2 separate regions of the Mus musculus genome follow, and region 1 is linked to region 2. The links are chromatin contacts, called in public Hi-C maps. All regions are on one chromosome and are shown on one strand. Each heading gives the region's core, a stretch centred on a gene start, on an enhancer-like site or on the middle of the called end of the contact. The rest is flanking DNA. Distances are from core to core; before and after follow the strand shown. Region 1 has its middle 22 kb from the start of Gm23025. Region 2 holds the start of Lrba (LPS-responsive beige-like anchor).

Region 1 (6,114 bases), core at 2,326-4,825, 55 kb before region 2:
CCTCCCACTTCTATTTTGACAGTTCTGAACATCATACATGGTGAACACTCTAGCTCTGAGCTCTACCTCCAAGCCTAGGACTAGCAAATGTCCTATGAGTCCCTAGGTCTAATAAATGCTAAGCACAGCTTCATCACTGCAATATACCCAAGAGCAATGCACTTAAAAATGAGATTTTGGGCTGGAGAAATGGCTCAGTGGCTAAGAACACTGACTGCTCTTCCAGAGGTCCTGAGTTCAATTCCCAGCAACCACATGATGTCTCACAACCATCTGTAAATGGGATCTGATGCCCTCTTCTGGTGTGTCTGAAGACAGCTACAGTGTGCTCATATACATTAAACAAACAAACAAATAAATAAAAATGAGATATTTTCAAAAGGTTTCTAAAGCACTAGCAAAGCATCCTGTAGCGATCATGGGCTTTGGGCCAACTATCTCACGTCTGTGTGGCTTGTTCAGTCCCTGTTCTCTCGACAGTAAGTGTGACTAATGATACCTAGTTCCTGTGGTAGCTCTAAGATGTGAACAATACAGTAATGTCAGAAGTTCTACCTCAGGCTTAGCACATACTAGGCATCAGTAACTTTAATGCTCCTTCTTCGATGTCTCACCAAAATGAGTCTGAGCCTTATTATCTGGTCAGCTTTCCCACATTTGTCCACTCACACCCATGCCAGCTCTATCCCTACCCTGGTGAAATGCTGAGTATTGCTTCTGTAGAAGTCACTGGAGGTTTGCTGTAATTGGCAGACAAGAAGAAAGAACTTGTTCCGAGAAACAAAGCAGAAAGAGTGAGGAGAGAGATTAGATCACATCTGTCCATGGTGTTATTGGTGCCATTATGTGAGCATAGAGGTGCCCTCATGCTGGGGTCTCCGTTCTCTTTGCTATCACAGGGACACCACCTGTCTGCAGCAGGGACCCACGCCACCTGTCTGTCTGCAGCAGGGAACCACTTGTCTTCACTTCCTACACAGCCATTGTCACTGTCTTCATAAGGGAATTGGAACTAAGTTGGTCAGTCTAAAAGCACAAGTTCTGGAACTTTCTTCCAGTCAGCAACATTTCAGAAAATGAAGATGGGGGTCTCCATTCAGTCTCACCTTAGAGTAGTTTGATCTCAGAAAGAAAAAAAAAACTCTAAGTCTTCCTGAAATTCAACTAACTAGAAGTTTGGTTAAGTCTACCACGTTCCACAACTCCAGGGAAGCATCAACAACGACTTAAATAACAGTGGGAGAAACCATGTAGAAGCCATCTGTAATGTAAGGGTGATACATAGACCAAGGTGATACATAGGTCTCATGCTTTTTCTGACATACACAGCTATGACATCATTGGTCTAATTCCAGTGTCAGCCATTCTGTGCTTTTTCATCCATGTGACCCAAGATGAAAAATCAACACTAGCTCCACTGAGAGAGAAGGCAAACAGGAAGGCACGTTCCTTTCCTTGCAGAATACCATCCATGTATTCCATACATCCTATCTGCTCACGGTACCTGAACATACTGAGAATGAAGGCAGGCTGGCACAGAATTCCCACGTGCACACCAAAAATTCTGTCACTAAGGCTGGGGCATACTGCAGGGTTAGAGTGCTCACTCAGAATCCACAAAATCCTGGATTCCTTCCTTCCCCAGCACTGCCATGGTAAAAATAAGCAAATCTGATGCTGTCCACAAGGGAGGAGCAGATAATTGAGAGCAGTCACCTTCTAGCTCCCTAGTTAAGTTTTATGAAAATGTCCTTGGCTGGCCTGGAACTCACTCTATAGCCACAGAGATTTACCGGCCTCTGCTTTCTAAAGGAATGTCCTACCACATGGGGCAGAAAATTATTTCTAATAGCTATCTATCAAAATATGTTTATGACATATCAATAAGGATTATGTACATGCCTTTTTTTTAAGACAGGGTTTCTCTGTGTATCCTCGGCTATTCTGGAACCAGCTCTGTAGATCAGGCTGGCCTTGAACTCACAGAGATCTGTCTGCCTCTACCTCCCAAGTGCTGGGATTAAAGGCATGTGCCACCACCGCCCAGCTATGAAATTTTTTTCTTAGTGCTCACAGAGTTTATGCATCTATCAGCATGTGGAACACTATAATAAATGAATTAAATGTACTGCAAAATTTAGAGACTGGCAGCCAGACATGACAATGCCAACCCATGTTCTCAGCACTTGAAAAGTTCTTCAAGACCAGCTGTAGCTGCATAGTGAGTCCAAGGCCTGTCGGGGCTGCATGAGACCCTGTCTCAAAAACAAAACAAAAAATGCTGACCCCAAGGATTAGAGCAAGGGGAAGTTGCCTTTGACAAGAGGGAAATTGAACAAAGAATGACTGTAAAGAAAAGGCATGACTCTGTTCACCTATATATCTATTTATAAGGAGATAAGATTAAAGAAAATACAGGCCCTTTCTCAGGCTTAAGCATCCCAGGCCTTGAACTACTGATCCTCCTGCCTTCACTTATCAAATGCTGGGATTACGGGCATGTGCCATCACACTATTTGAGTGTCTTCCCTTAAATGCACAATTCTCTTTCCTATTCAAATGGTAGCTTTTGCATCTATGCATTTGTATTTATTACAATAAGATTTTTTTACTAATCAATTAGATATGTATTTTCTCAGAAGTGTTATCTAGGTGTGTAGTGACCTTTATCCACTCAAAAGATACTTTATTTTAAGATCTCCACAGCTCTGAGACTGTAATTTGCAGTTAATTGACCTGACTTAAGTTCCAGCTTCCTCACTAGCTCCTTAGTAACCACAGGCAAGCCACTTGATCCCTGACTTTTAGGTCCCTGTAAAATGGAGACAATCATAATTGCCCCTCCCATCTCAAAGGATCCTTAAAAGTGGAAAACACACAGGCCAATGGCTCTTCTCCTCTCAAGCTTCGAGCATACGCTAGAATCCAGGATGGTTTAGTTAATTTTATTTTTAGAATTTATTTATTATCAAAGACACTCAGTATCAGCCGAATGAGGGTAGTATTTAAATTGTCAACTCTGAACGCCTTGGGAATGAATGCAGATAGAATCTCTCCTTCTTGAAATATCACATAACCTCAGCTTTCTATCCCTAGTCCTACTTCCTCATTTCTCCTTCCCAGTAATTGCCAAGATGAGAAGTGTTTTAAATAGCTGAAGCCTCTGATGGTTACACAAAAAAGACAGTGCCAAGAGAATTAGGTGTTTTTCTTGTATGTTGTCAATAGGAAAGAACGATAGCCTAGAGGAAGCCCTGAGCCAGTAGAAGAGTCATTGACGTGATCTCACTTAATCTCCGGGGGTGACTCAGAGAAGGACACTCAGGGGCTTTGTGATGTGCTCCAAACCACACAGCGGAGGAAGTGGAGCCAGGAGTCAAATGTTTAAGCACAAATATTAAATTTTTCTGTAGCTGCTGTTCTGAGAGCCTGAGGGAAAACTCTTGTGTTTGTATTCAGTGTCAGACTCCTTCCTTCTCTTGTTTAGTTACTTATTTTTATTTATTCATGTAAGCAGCGTTGGCAGTCAGGCTCACACCTTGTGTAAGCACTGTTCCGATGAGCGTCTCCTCAGCAGTGTCTTTGGTGTGATGGTCAGTCCTGGGAGTTACAAGAGGAGACAGAGAAGCACAAGACAGCAGTGCTTAGCACACAGACAGCTTCTGGAGAGTAGGCCACTGGCTGCTACCCAGTGGTCAGCGCCAGGTTCGGATCAGGTGACGGCTGTGGACAGCCAACAGTAGAACCTTTTGGAGAATTTCTGTAAGACAGGAAAGGCGGGGCAGGGTAAACAGTTTAAGTCAGGATGCCTTGACTCTAAGGTCGATTTTTAGTTGCCTCTCGCCTACGTCTGTGAAGACCAAAGCAAAGGAATATTGCCTCCTGTCCCTGCCAGAGAGAGGAGGTGTGCGCTTGTCTATTACTCTGCATGTTAAAGGCATGCTGACTCTTTGCTATTTTTCAAAACTGGCTAGCTTCACAGGGCCATCTCATCCCAGCAAGCATGTTGTTTTTCTATGTTAAGACAGAATATTATGATACACAGGAAATAAAAGGCTGTAGAAAGAACCTAGAAAAAAAAAAAAGAAAAAGCATTGGTTTAGAACAACACAGGTTCCTTCTGTGGAAATTTAGCACATACCTTTGTGTGTGCTAAAAGTAAGAGGAGTCAAAGCACACATTGGTATATAGAAAACAAGAATTACTTAACCAACCTCCACTTAGGGCAAGAGACGTATGTAACTCTGCTGGTAGAGTACCAGCCTAGCATACACAGAGCAGTAGGCTTGATGCCCAGCTCTTTGTAAACTTCCTGATATGTGCCTGTAATCCTAGCCTTCAGGAGATAGAGGCTTAAGGATAAGAAGCACAAGGTCGAGCTGGAGAGGTGGCTCAGTGGTTAAGACCACGGACTGTTCTTCCAGAGGTCCCGAGTTCAATTCCCAGCAACCACATGGTGGCTCAAAACCATCTGTAATTGGATCTGATGCCCTCTTCTGGTGTGTCTGAAGAGAGCAATGGTGTACTCATATACATAAAATAAATAAATCTAAAGAAGAAGAAGAGGAAGAAGAAGAGGAAGAAGAAGCCCAAGGTCAGGGTGGAGAGATGCCCAGCCAAAAGCTCTGCTGTCTGGTTTTGGTGGCAGGTGCCTTTGATCCTAGTACTCTGGATCTCTGTGAGTTCCAGGCCAGCCTGGCAAGTGTCAGGATAGATATGTCTACCTAGTGAGACCCTGCCTCAAAAAGCACAAAACAGCATTCGTAACATTGGATGTAAATGAACTAACTAGCACAATTTAAAGGTAATTTCAGACTGAATCACAAAAGGCAATATGTACTTACCATCTGCAGGAAACTGATTTAAGGACTTATTTTTCAATTGTGTATGAGTATTTTACCTGCATATATGTCTGTGCACCATGTGTGAGCCTTGTGCCCAAGGGGGCCATAAGAGGATATTATATTCCCTGGAATTAGAATTCAGACAGTGAACATATGCTATATGGTAGCAGGAACCAAAACCAGGTCTTCTGCAAGAACAGCAGGTGCTCTTAACACAGAACCATCTCTCCAGCCCTGAGACCATATTTAGATTCAAATGTTCAAATAGAAGTAAAGAATGAAGAAATGCACCCTGGGCTGGTAGAAGGCATAGGCTGACCATCTAGGCCCAGATCCAGCACTTTGAGTGGCTTGACCCCGGCATCTACTTCATCTGCAAGTGAGCTGCTGAAGCACGTGGAAGAGCCAGTCCTGCAGAGCCAGGTGCCGTTACTGAACAGGACCAGTCCTAGGCTCACAGGCGGATGCCCAACATAGAGCCACTGCAGCTGCTTTCCCTGCTGGGAGGCAGGAGAGCAGAGGGCAGTGAGTGGTGCTTCCTGCAGGCCACGAGCACCAAGGTTGAGAGCCCAGAGAGCCTCAGATCAGCCAGCATGGACATGGAGGACAGAGAGCTGTGTAGCAGCTTAGAGTTTTTAGACTCAATCTCTGAACAGGCTACCTAGCCACACATTCATCCTGGCTGTGAGAGGAACAAAGGAATGTCCAAGATGAGAAATGGTTCATTTTCTGGATTGGACATCCTCAAAAGACCTCCACAGTCTGTGTTGCCCCCATAGGCTGTGTTAGTGTCTATAGTCTCTGATTCGTCTCCAGGCCATGTTGAAGCCAAGGGTCATATGGATGTCTGTGGTGTGGCTGCTGCTGGAGACCATGCCAATATCTGCGGCTCATACTACCACTGGAGATAAAGTGGATATCCGTAGTGTACAGCAGGAGGTCTGTGTTGCCACCATGGCCCTGCTGCATCTGGGGGCCATGCTGATGTGTGTGGTCTGTGTTACCACCTGCCTTAAGGTTTCTATCGCTGTGATGAAATACCAGGTTCAAAAAGCAAGTTGGAGAGGAAAGGATTTATTTGGCTTACTCTTCCATCGTTGGAGGAACTCAGGACAGGAACTCAAGCAGGGCTGGAACCTGGAGGCAGGAGCTGGTGCAGAGGCATGGAGGGGTGCTGCTTACTGGCTTTCTCAGCCTGCCTTCTTACAGAACCCAGGACAACCAGCCCAGGGATGGCAGCACCTACCATGGGCTGGGCCCTCCCACATTG
Region 2 (5,779 bases), core at 1,865-4,364:
TCACCAGCCCCAAATCCCAGTCCTCTTAACAAATGGTGGTAACAGTGCTCCTAACTTCTGAGTCAACTTATCAGCTCCTCTAACACATTTATAACTTTTTTTTTTTTGAGATAGGATTTCATTAAAATGTCCAGGTAGGCCTTGACTTTGAGGTCATCAAGCCTTCGCTGGAATTTTAGGCCTGAACCACACCACACCCGACTTCTCTCTCTCTCTTTTGTTGTCTGTTATGTTTTTGATGTATGCTTAAGATAAGGAAAATTAGAAAAATCAAAATCTTCCGACTTAATTCCAAGACATTGATATCAGATAGATACAAATTAAATGGCAACAAGAAACTGGAACCTGGCTTTGCAGAAGGCAAGCTTACCCTTGCTCCATTTTTCTCATTCTACCCCCCCCCCCTCACTTTCTCTTCCCCACATCCTCCCTTGTGTGTATAATACAGCTGAAACCGTATTATAAACTTAGCTGTAGATAGCTCATATGAAGGCTTTTGACTAGACTAACTTTCATTAGATCTAACTAATAAAAAACTGTTTTCATAATATCAAAATATCTATGGTAGCACAATTTTCCTCAATTCAAATGGTAGCAAGAGCTTTCAGGAAGAATTAAAGCAGGTCACTTCAGTGTTTGATTTAATCCCCATTAATATAGGATAGAGTATTTACAATATAGTTACATCAAGGAGCTTATGAATTGATGGGCAGTTTAGCCCAAAGTATCCCTCAGGATGGTGTACATCTAAACGGCAATCTACAGGGATTGTACTTTAACCAGGGCTGGGCTAGCCCAAGTTTTCTCTTCTGCATTTACTGTACTTCTTTCGGCAGTAAAACTACTAAGAAAAGTAGGTGGTGACAAAAGTGCTGGGAAATGATTTTTTAAAGTGTGTAATTTGTTTTGAAATAGTTAAGTAGTTGTCTTGTAACAGCTTTTGCTTCCCAGGTAAAGGAGCATTACCAATAATCTCAAAAATGCATGAGACACGTACCTTATCCTGGATCCTTGAGACTGTGTGACTTGAAAAGGGTTTGACTGTGACCATTTTCATTCTTACCATCCATCTGCTTTTATTAGAAGGTATTCATCAACAAATTATTAGTGCCTATAAACTAGATATAGTAACTTAAACTATCTGCCAAATCCAAGGATGCAAAATCTTACCAGATGACTTTGGTAGCCTAATCATGGCTCCCACATTCAAAATAGAAATTGGTAGAAGGTCAAGAAGGTCAAGTGAATGTTTTCTTGATCCTGCAGGGACATCTCACTCCCTTATTTCAGATTTACACACTGAGATCCAAGGAATTTGTTTGTTTGTTTGTTTTCCTTCTTCAGGGATTTCAGCAACAGGTGGCCAGTGATGTTAACTCTAACAGTAAAAGTTCACAAATCAGCAATTCACAGAATTAGAAAAATGTCTGCCTTATCTTTGGAATTTGTAAATCCATTCTGAGGCAACCTAATTTCTTTTAAGAAGCTTCCTTTTGAGTATTTAAAAAAGGTGCAATAAACTAAACACACTTCGTTGCTAGAATCTTTTCTGATGTTGCTTCTCTTAAGTATCCATGTGACAGCTAAAACGGTCTATTTTTCAAGGATGTTTCAAATAATACCTTTTCAAGTGAACCATTTCATTTCTCAAACTCATCTACGTTTCTTTGGATTCCTTCAGAGTACTTTGATTACTTCATCCCGTCATTTTTAGGAACCTGGGAGTATTTTAGTACTTTAAAGTCTTATCCCAGAGAATACTAATAGAACAACTACCTCCTCTATGTTCATTTTATTTTATACTAATGCACCAGGATCAATGCTTTGCCATCATCAGAGGCAGTGAAGAGAATGACAACATTAGACTATGACAATTTGTACTGGCTTCAAATCCTCATTTATATATATTTAAAAGCATCTATAATGAGGCAAACTTAACTTCCACACTGGGAAATTGAGAGGAACCCCCTTTCCCATTTCCAGCCCCCCCCCAACCCCCCCGGTGAATCCCGCCTCCACAGCTCCGAGCAGCTGTCTGAGGAATGAATCCTCTACTCCTTAGAATGTGGGAGAGCTTTGCTGGGGCGGCAGCTGCCAGGCAAGGAATCCTCCCAGTCGCTGTCCCTCCCCTCCGAGCAGCGGCAGCTGCCAGGGCATCCCAGTGGAAATCTTTCCCAGTTAGCGCCGCGGGCGGGCAGGCAGCAGCTGAGCTCAGTCAGGGGTGGAGACTGCTCCCCAGAGGCTCCAGCGCCGCCACCTCAACGACTCCTAAGTCCCTCAGGTGTCCTTCTCCAAGTCCAACACGAGGACACCTTGACAACGTGGGGCGGGTACCCTCGGCGCTCAGAGACCTGCTGTTGCACAGCACCCGCCTCCCGTTCGTCGCCAAAGCACAGTCTGGGCGAAGAGTGCGAGGGAAAAGCGCGCCGCTCGCGGCTCTACCTGAGCAGCGCGCTCTCGAGGCGCGCTCCCGCCCGCGTGGCACCTCCAGCGAGCGCGCGTGCTCTGCTCCGCCACTCACCCGCGATTCTCCGGGCCCGCCCGCACGTCCCCTACTAAGCCGCCTCCGCTAGGGCGCCCGCCCGCTCGCTCGCTCGCCCGCCCCACCACCCCGCGCGCTCGCGCTCGCGCACGCGCACGCCGCGCCCGGCGGCCCTCGGCGCTGTCATGGCGGCGAGGAGCAGCTTCAGTAGGCATAGGGGTAGTCCCGCGCGCCGTAGCCCGGCGTTCTGTGGCAGTAGCATCCTCGGCCACCGCGGCGGCACGAGCCGCGGCGTCGCCCCCGCCTGCAGTAGCTGCGTTTGCAAGGGCTGAGCGCAGGGGTGGGGCGGCCTAGGGAAGCACGGAGTTCTAGGCAGCCGCCGGGCTCCCGGGGAGCGGACTAGGGAAACTTGAAGGCTGCGACCAGGTGCCTTGACCTTTCTCTCCCCGGTCCCGTCCCGGTCCCTGTCCCCGTCCCCGCAGGCGCGTCGGGCCTGCCTTCCCGCCCCAGCACACACCTCCCTTCCTCTCCTCAGCCGAGCTCAGGTGCCCGGGCGAGGTGCTCCACTCCTCCCCCTGGGCCGAGCGCTGAGGAGAATCACCGCCCCCTTCCCCCGCCTTTTCCTGCCCTGGATCTCCGCCGCCACCTCCGTCTCGCTGCGCCCCGGCGGGGGTGAGGACGAGGCCGGAGTCTCCGGGTGAGGAGGAACTTTGGACCTCAGTGGTCGCAGGGGCCCCCCGTCCTCTGCCGGCGACAGTCCCCCGCGGTGCACCTGCCCGCGCCCACCACCTGCGCGGGCTGGGGGGGGGGGGGGAGGAGTGAGCCTGCTCGCCGGCCTGGAGGACCCGCCTTCGGCGGAGCGGGCGATGGAGCCCGGGAGGAGCGGCCGGCCGGCTGGCCCTTGGGGTGCCCTTAGTAACTTATTTGACAGACAGTAACTATTTCCCTCTCCTCCCTAAAAAATCCCACGACAGACCTACCCTATTTAACAGATGTTTAATCTTCCAATAGGCTTTGGCGTTGTTGTCAGCCTCCGGGAGAGAGATTGGACAAATAGTCTCCAAGAGGAGGAGGGCGACGACCAAGGACTTTCCTGCTTTTTTGGGTTTCTCCGCAAGTTGGAACAGAGACCCTTTTTGGTTTAGCGTTTGCGTGTGTGTTGGTGCCTCTTCTCCGTGCAGCGACTGCTGGCCCAGGGTGACTCTGACTTGTCCTTTCTCGTGAACTAGTCATGGCTAGTGAAGACAATCGTGCCCCTTCCCGGCCACCAACAGGTGATGACGGGGGAGGTGGAGGGAAAGAAGAAACCCCTACGGAAGGGGGTGCGCTGTCTCTGAAGCCGGGGCTCCCCATCAGGGGCATCAGAATGAAATTCGCCGTGCTGACGGGGTTGGTTGAAGTTGGAGAAGTGTCCAATAGGGATATTGTAGAAACTGTCTTTAACCTGGTAAGTAGATCAATATTTTATAAGCATATACTTTTCTCGGTGAGTTGGGGAGCAAGACGAAGTTGGGGTCATGTGCTTCACTCAATCTAATGGCTTTTTCCACGGATAGACACAAAATTCTACTTGACCTAAATGGAGCAATTACTTGTATTTCAGTTTAAAGAGAATTATGCAAAATTTGATGCTTCAGGTTTTCAATGAACATGAACAGATCACCTTTGTGCTAATTAAGCAAGTGTTGATGTGGAAGTATATTTGTGTGTGTATGTGTGTGCATGTGTGTGTGTAGTCAGGTGTTCAATGGAGAATTTGGATGTAACTTTTTTTTCCTCTTGGAGTGTATGTTTAAGCCTGCGATTTTTCTCTTTAATATTTTGAATAAATGACTTTTTTTTTTTTGGACTTGGGAGCTAATGTAAGTTTTTGCCTAAGTTATGTTTTGCTATAGTTAGTTTTAAATACAGAATTCATGTTCATAGTGCTGATATAGGCTAACTTGTAAATTAGTATTTTTAAAATTCTGGCTACTTTTAGTTTTAGAAATAACTAACCAAGGTTGAATTTTGCAGTGGGTTTAGGGTTATCTTGTGATAATTGAATGTCAATTTGAAAAAGGCCTGAGGCAGCCACAGTGTGAGCTTGATACTTTTGTAAATTTGTGTTTATCATTGAAACAAACTTGGTCATTGGAAGTTGTTGATTATACTATGGTGGGCAATGGCTTATTTTAAGTGGATATGAGATACTTTCTTTTTTTCTTTTTCCATTCCATTTTTAGAAATTAGTTTTAGTGGAGCCTTTAGACTTTAGTTTTCTGTTGCTTATAAACTTAAAAGAGTTGAAACCGAGTTTGGTTTTAAAATAATTTTCTCTCATTCAACCAGTGTTAGAAGATAATACAAGGTGCCAGATATAAATGTGCAGTAGTTGTAATAACTGTTTAGTAGCCATTCTTTTTACCTCTATATTTTTGAGGTTAGACTGTTTTATTCCCGGCAGTTAATTATTTCCTTCATTAGGCTTTTACTGTTAGTCCGGTTATTTGCAATACAGATTATAGAATGACAAAATAGGTATAGGTGATATAGGTATAGGCACTTACTTTTGAAGCGTAAAACTTTAAGCTATATTTTATTTCTTTATTATTGTATTATGATTTTTGATATACTGAAAGATACATACATATATACACATTTTTGAAACTATTATTGAAACATATATATAATATATGCATATTATATATATTAGAATAGTGTAGTGATCTCTGGGTATCCATCATCCAACTTTACTACTTTGGGGATCTTGTGTTTGAACTTTCAACAGTGAGCTTCCAGATGAAACGCAAATTCATCTATTCCTTTTCCACAAAAAACTAATTTTTTAAAATGTAATCTTGGTTTCTCTTTCTGAACCTAATGTAGTTTGGATGTACAGAAATCTTGTAGTGATATCATCCATCCTTAGTTGTTTCTGTGTGGACATACAGCACGCTTTGGCAGGAAGGTACAGACTCCTCTTCTTTATAGTGTGGTTTGATGGGGTGGATGACCAACAGGAATCACTTGGATTTTTATCATTAAAGAAAGTCTAAATTTTTTATTAATAGTTTGCTGAAGGGTGGTCCTGATATGGACTTTAAGGTTAGGTTCGTCATACTTGCATGCTTACAGTGTACAAAGAGGTAAGGTCTGTCCTTTGTATGCCCTTTTCAGCAGTATCCACCCTTTTGAGCAGCATGGGCAGAGTGGCTGAGAGGGGCCCCTGGCAGTCCTTTCCTCAGTCATCATTTAGAGTACCTTTCATGATTAAAATATAGGGCGTTGGTGGTCCAGCTAGTTCATCTCATTTGT

The links. A called contact is a pair of places that touch in the nucleus more often than the background predicts.
Region 1: a contact with region 2 is called in a Hi-C map of conventional type 1 dendritic cells, with 1.7 times the contacts expected there. The contact joins the enhancer-like site here to the promoter of Lrba in region 2. A contact is called at or near these places in 2 of 39 promoter capture datasets (pre-B cells and trophoblast stem cells), 6 of 484 Hi-C or Micro-C datasets (the G1E-ER4 cell line, bone marrow-derived macrophages, conventional type 1 dendritic cells and 3 more), 5 of 115 datasets of contacts at active chromatin or transcription factors (the SCID.adh cell line, bone marrow-derived macrophages, embryonic stem cells and 1 more) and 3 of 9 other capture datasets (adipose tissue, liver and pancreatic islet).

The regions. Positions count from the first base shown.
Region 1 is chr3:86,165,951-86,172,064 of GRCm38.p6, forward strand. No RefSeq gene overlaps it. Among named protein-coding and RNA genes, the nearest start is that of Gm23025, 22 kb to the right of the region's middle. Within about 2 kb of position 3,576, at least 46 of the 459 cell types and tissues checked have an H3K27ac peak or open chromatin away from gene starts, as enhancers often do. A contact at or near this core is called in the G1E-ER4 cell line, bone marrow-derived macrophages and conventional type 1 dendritic cells, where this site is marked.
Region 2 is chr3:86,221,576-86,227,354 of GRCm38.p6, forward strand. It overlaps Lrba (LPS-responsive beige-like anchor), which reads left to right and starts at 3,115. Exons shown (of 57, transcript NM_030695.2): 1 at 3,115-3,179; 2 at 3,494-3,929. The coding sequence starts at 3,714.